Linked DNA regions of Rattus norvegicus: region 1 is linked to region 2. The links are chromatin contacts, called in public Hi-C maps. All regions are on one chromosome and are shown on one strand. The core of a region is the stretch at or near the end of the contact, and the rest is flanking DNA. Distances in the headings are between cores, read along the strand shown. Region 1 overlaps Zfhx3 (zinc finger homeobox 3). Region 2 holds the start of Zfhx3l (zinc finger homeobox 3 like).

The links. Hi-C and Micro-C count contacts between places; a contact is called where the count stands out from the background.
Region 1: a contact with region 2 is called in a Hi-C map of Schwann cells, with 5 times the contacts expected there. The contact joins the enhancer-like site here to the promoter of Zfhx3l in region 2. A contact is called at or near these places in 6 of 12 Hi-C or Micro-C datasets (the A7r5 cell line, Schwann cells, frontal cortex and 3 more).

Annotation. Positions count from the first base shown.
Region 1 is chr19:53,735,353-53,738,052 of GRCr8, forward strand. The region is part of intron 4 of Zfhx3 (zinc finger homeobox 3); the gene reads left to right. Among named protein-coding and RNA genes, the nearest start is that of Zfhx3, 190 kb to the left of the region's middle. Within about 2 kb of position 1,294, at least 2 of the 93 cell types and tissues checked have an H3K27ac peak or open chromatin away from gene starts, as enhancers often do. A contact at or near this core is called in Schwann cells, where this site is marked.
Region 2 is chr19:53,540,369-53,543,068 of GRCr8, forward strand. It overlaps Zfhx3l (zinc finger homeobox 3 like), which reads right to left and starts at 1,363. Exons shown (of 3, transcript XR_010060214.1): 1 at 1,197-1,363. It also overlaps a transcript of Zfhx3 not described here.

The sequences.
Region 1 (2,700 bases), core at 44-2,543, 190 kb after region 2:
GACTTGGCTGCACCACGCTGATGAACTGAGACTGGGGGCAAGAGCTCGTAATTGAGGGAAATAAATTCCCATCACAGGCCTGTCTGCAGCCAGGAGTAAGGGCACGCTGCATGGGACTGCACAGCGTTGGGGCGGGGATGCAGCTGTTTGTGCTTGTACAAAGATAAAGCCTCTCCCCCACCCCCGCCCCTTCCAGCCTGCAGAGCCATTGGGTATGGTGGTCGGAAGAAGGATGCGGGGGTGGGGGTGGGGGGTCTGCAGTCCTGCCTGTGTCTCCCACTTGATGCTCTGTTTCCAGGAGGATGTCACACATGTGGTTTGCACACTGCCGTCTTTCCGTGCACCTGCAGGGCAGGCCTTCCTCTCGGTTCCCCACACCTGTGTGCTCTGTCGTTCGTTCCCTCTCTCCGTACAGCTGCTCACCCTCAGTTCCGTGCCCCTTAGGTCTTCCTCCTTCTCTGAAGCCACCAAGGGAAGCGCCATTGCTGCTGTGCTCAATGGAAGCTGTGTTTTTGAAATGAGGCAAGGCGTGAGTCGGGGAGCTTTTCCAGTCCCGACTCAACAAAGAACTAGGCCTGGAAATACTTAGCAGGATCTTAAGACAAGGAATTTAGGAACAGAAGGCTAGAGAGATGGCTCAGTGGGTCAAGTGCTTGCTATGCAAACATGAGGCCAGGTCCCCAGCACGCATGTAAAAAGCGGGTGTCAGCAAGGCGCTGAGGCATGTACCCTCTTCCTGGTGCTGGGAGGCAGAGGCAGGAGCAGGAAGATCTCTGGAGCTGAAGGTGAGCTCTGACTTCAGAAAAATGAGGCAGAAAAGCTATTGAAGAAGACACTAGATGATGACTTTGGCTTCCACATGTACACGGGCAGAGGTACCCTCCCGCCCCACCATGATCCACAAAGACAGACACACAAGAGAATCTAGGAACAAGAATCATTTTCAGGAAGCCGAACCAAAAGTCTTACAAGGCAGCCACCCTCTTTAATTCATTCGCTACCACTGATTTCCTAAAATCGGCCATGTAGGTCCCCAGCCGGTATCCGGGGTTGGGCATTCCGAAACAGTTGTCTGGTTTACAGCGAAGAGATTCCCCTCCAGTGCCGTCTGGGCCCTAAGAGACATTTCCTGAAACGCATAGCCTGTGTGCTGCCCACATAATGGCTGGGCCAGGGAGGAAGGTTGCCTCAGTTACAAAGAAGCACGGGCGGCGTGCGGGCAGAGCAGAAGAGAAAAGGAGAACCCTCACTTGACACCCTCTGACCCCAGCTGGTGGAGCTGAATGCTGGAGAGGCAGGGCTGAAATTGCAGTCACTTTAGATTACTTGGACTGAGGAGAGGCAGGGAAAAAAGGGTCTGTTGACTACAGGAAGCTGAATTCTTCCCCCACTGAAAAGCTTATTAGCGGAAGGGGGAAAACAATTACTTGACTTTGCTGAGCTCTCTGCGGCTGGGACTTGGGCCCGTGACAGCAACCCTGTCACCCGAAGCCTTGGACTTACCCCTGATCTAGAATGCTTCTGGGATCCATCCTTCCCGAAAAGATCACAGAGATACAAAAAGGGGAGGGGGTGGGGAAGCATTGTCCTTTGTCCTGGCTTCAAGCCTGGTAAGTTTCTGGCTTAAATGACATCTGGGATATGGGCAGAGAGTGAGCAGTATACCATTTGCCTAGCAACTCGAATATCCGGGCTCTTAGGGACCAGTCCTATGTTTGAGTGCAGGCTTTTGGTTTTGTTTCTGGTGAGCTTGGTTCTTATTCTTGCTTGTCTTCTGTTTGAAAACACCAAGAAGGATTAGATATTGCCTAATCACCAGCTGGAGACTCTCTTATCTCCATAGGGGTCTCTCCATGAGGGAGGGAGCAAGGTGCCAGCCTCCTTCCTTAGTCACCTGACCCCTGCTTGACTTGAGCACTTTCCCCTCCTCCCATTTATGGCCCTCATCCTCCTGTGGGCTCCCTCGATGGCTCCGTCCATCTCTAAGCCTATAAAACCAAGACTCTCATGATCACTCCCTCTAAACAGAATTCCTCCACACGCATACATGCAGAGCCCTCGGGTGACCTGGTTTCTGCAAACTGCCCTTTTCCTCCACAACATCTTGTAACACATGTTCTCTCCTTTGGACTACCCTGCTTATTCACTCTTTTTGAATTTTCAAAACGGGAAAGAAATCTCTGGTTTTCTCACACACACACACACACACACACACACACACACACACACACACACACTCCCACTGTGGCTACCTACATTTTACACAGATACCTCTTCAGCTCAGCAGCTTTTCTCTTCTTCTCTGCCATCTCTTCCACCTTCCCCCTCTTTCCTGAAGGGCAGTTCCTGTTTCTGACTTGTCCCCAAAGTCCTTTAGTAGCTATTGTCAATCCATAGATTAGCCCCCTTGGGAGAGAAATTGTTATGCTTTCTTTGCTATATCGTTTACCTAATTGAAAAGGTTGTATTTATTTTATGAGTGAGTGAGTGAGAGAGAGAGAGAGAGAAAGAGAGAGTGTGTGTGTGTGTGTGTATATACACGTGTGCGCGCACATGCACATGTATGTATACCATGTGCATTCAGCACCCATGGAGGCCAGAAGAGGGCATTGGATCCCCACAACTGAAGTCACGGGCAGCTGTTAGGCACTGTGCAGGTCTAGGGACCAAGCCCCAGTCCTCAGTCAGTGTGGCAAGTGG
Region 2 (2,700 bases), core at 113-2,612:
CCTCCGACCGCTGCAGCCGCCGCCGCCGCCGCCGCCGCCTCCTCCTCCTCCTCCCGGCCGCAGCCGCCGCCGCCGCCGCCGCCTGCTTTGCATCCCAATTACAGCCTAGAGCCGCTGCCGCCGCCGCCGCCGCTTCTCCTCCGTGGCCCCTGCCCGCTCCGGGGGCTGTAAACTCCCCGCCAACCATGCTGCTCGGCGGCAGCGGCGGCGGCGGCTCCGGCTCCCCGGCTGCGGCCGCCTCCCGCCCCGGGCTCCGCCGAGCGCGCTCCAGCTCCTCCGCCGCCGCCGCCGCCGCCAGCAGCGCGTCCTCCGCCGCCGCCCCCCGCCAGCCGCCGCTGCTGCCTTGATGGGCTCCGCGGCCCGAGCGCCTCTTTTCGGGATTAAAAGCGCCGCCAGCTCCCGCCACCGCCGCCGACGCCAGCAGCGCCGCTGCAGCCGCCGCCGCCGGAGGAGCAACCGCGTAAGTGGCAACTTTTCCCTCTTTTTTTTTTTTTTTTTCTCCTCTTCCCGCCGCCGCCGCCTGCTCCTCCTCCTCCCGCCGCCGCCCGGACGCGGGGCTCCTCGGGGCGCCCGGGCTGCTTTGCATGGGGCTCGTCCTGCCCCCTCCCGGCTCCCGCGCCCGGTCGCCGCCGCCGCCGCCCGCGCTCCCCGCGCCCGCGCCCTGCTCGCTCGCCGCGTCCCGCTCGCCTGCCCCCTGCGCCAAACTTTCTCTTTCTCTTTTCTTCCTCCTCCTCCTCCTCCTCCCGCCGCTGCCGCCAAACCTGGGCCGCCCCCTCCTCCGCGGCCCCCGCGCAGCCGCCGGCGACCCCCGGGAGGGTGGAGGCGCCCGGGGCGAGGCCCCGCGCGGGGACTTTGGAGGCGCCGCCGGGCAGGGCAGGGCAGGGCCGGCCGGGGTGCGGGGCCCGGGAGGAGGAGGAGGAGGAAGAAGAGGAGGAGGAGGCTCGCGGCCCCGGGTCCCCGCGGCCAGACAAAGGCAGTGGCTGGCGGGGGTGGGGGTCCCGGTACAGCGTGCCCCCCCCACAACTGCGCCCCACCCTGAGCGGTGCCGGGGCTCTGGGCGGAGCGCGCGCCGGGCCCGGAGCAGCCCCGCCGGCCGGGCGCCTGCCTTCCGCGCGGGGCCGCTCCGGGGGCCGCGGAGCTCGGTGGCAACCTGGGGTCCTGGAGGGGGCGAGGCGGCCGCGCCGCGCGCGCTCTACCTGGGCGCTCTCTGCCTGGCCCAGTGAGCAGCGCCAGGAACGCGCAATGGGGGCTGCGCCCTGGACACTAGGGGCTCCCGGGGGTCGGGGCCGCGCTGCCGGCCAGGGCCGGAGCCAGCCCTGCTGGCCTTCTCGGCCAGCTGAGAGGCAGACATCGGATCAGAGGACTTTTTTTTTCCTCCTCCCTCCTCTCTCTCTCTCTCTCTCTCTCTCTCTCTCTCTCTCTCTCTCTCTCTCCCCCTCTCCTCTCTCTCTCTCCTCCCTCTCTCTCTCTCTCTCTCTCTCTCTCTCTCTCTCTCTCTCTCTCTCTCTCTCTCCTCACTTCTCTCTCTCATGCGAAACTGGGATTGTTTACGTTCGGTTCCCCGCTCCTCTCACTCCTCGCCCTACTCCAGTAGATGCAAAAAAGACCCACGTTCTTAATTTTACGATATACATTTTAATGTATAGAATCTTTTGCATGTCAGTTGGAGGTTAGGTCTAAGAGTGTTCTACGCTGTGCACTTGAATTGTGTATTGAGCTATTAAAACAATATATGTATATATATTTATACTCTGTGAATGAATCTGTTGCTCAGAACTTGACTTTGTGAAATTCCTTCGACTGTGGCAGATTCTTTGACTATGAGTGCTTCAAAAATCACCCTCTCTTAACTTTTCCCCCTTCTCGTCACTTTGAAGTAGGGGAAATATGACAATTTTTATTGGTTTCAATGATTGAAACTTGATCTAAGGACTATATGAATGAAGGGAACTGATTGCCCTTTTCTGGCCTTCTGTTTGGTGACTTTTAAAAGGGGGGCTTGTTAAATACCTTTGAAGAATATGACAGGGTGATCGGTTGGCTCTAATGCAAAGTACAGAACATGAATTCACTTTGGAATTTTAAGAAAAGCTCAAGCCCTTGGGGGGGGGCATTGAGGATTTATTATGGCTTTAAATATATGTCTATATATATATTTATTTTTCTACCTACTTTGGCTGTGTGGCTAGTTGCTGGCCAACTTTTTCGGAGGTCCTGGGGAAGAAACTTGGGAAATGGTTGAGGAGAGACGGATCAATCTGAGTAATCAATAGGACGATGTGCTGCGGTCTTGTGCCTACATTGACTGTAAATGTCTACAGTACCTGCAGTGTGGGTGCCCCAGTGCTTGGTTGGTTCCTTCCAATGGATTTGGAGGCAGAGTAACCAGAATGTACTGTTCCGCTTTCAGAACAATATAGGGGAAGCCCACTCGGTCCGAAGTGGCTCCTGCTATAGCCCCTTGATTTTACCGGGGAGAGGGGAGAAGGTTGTTGTTTGTTTATTTACACGTGAGGAGTTTAGTGTCGAACCCTAATATGTAAGCACCCTGAGTTGGTGGGAAGTGGGAGCTGCCCCAGTCCTTCACTGGTGGTTTATTGAATTTTCAGCCCTTCCCCTTCTCGTGATGTTCTGTTCGGTTTTTTTTTTTTTAAACTAGTACAAGCAAAGGTAGGGATATAAAAGAGTAACTGTACCTAG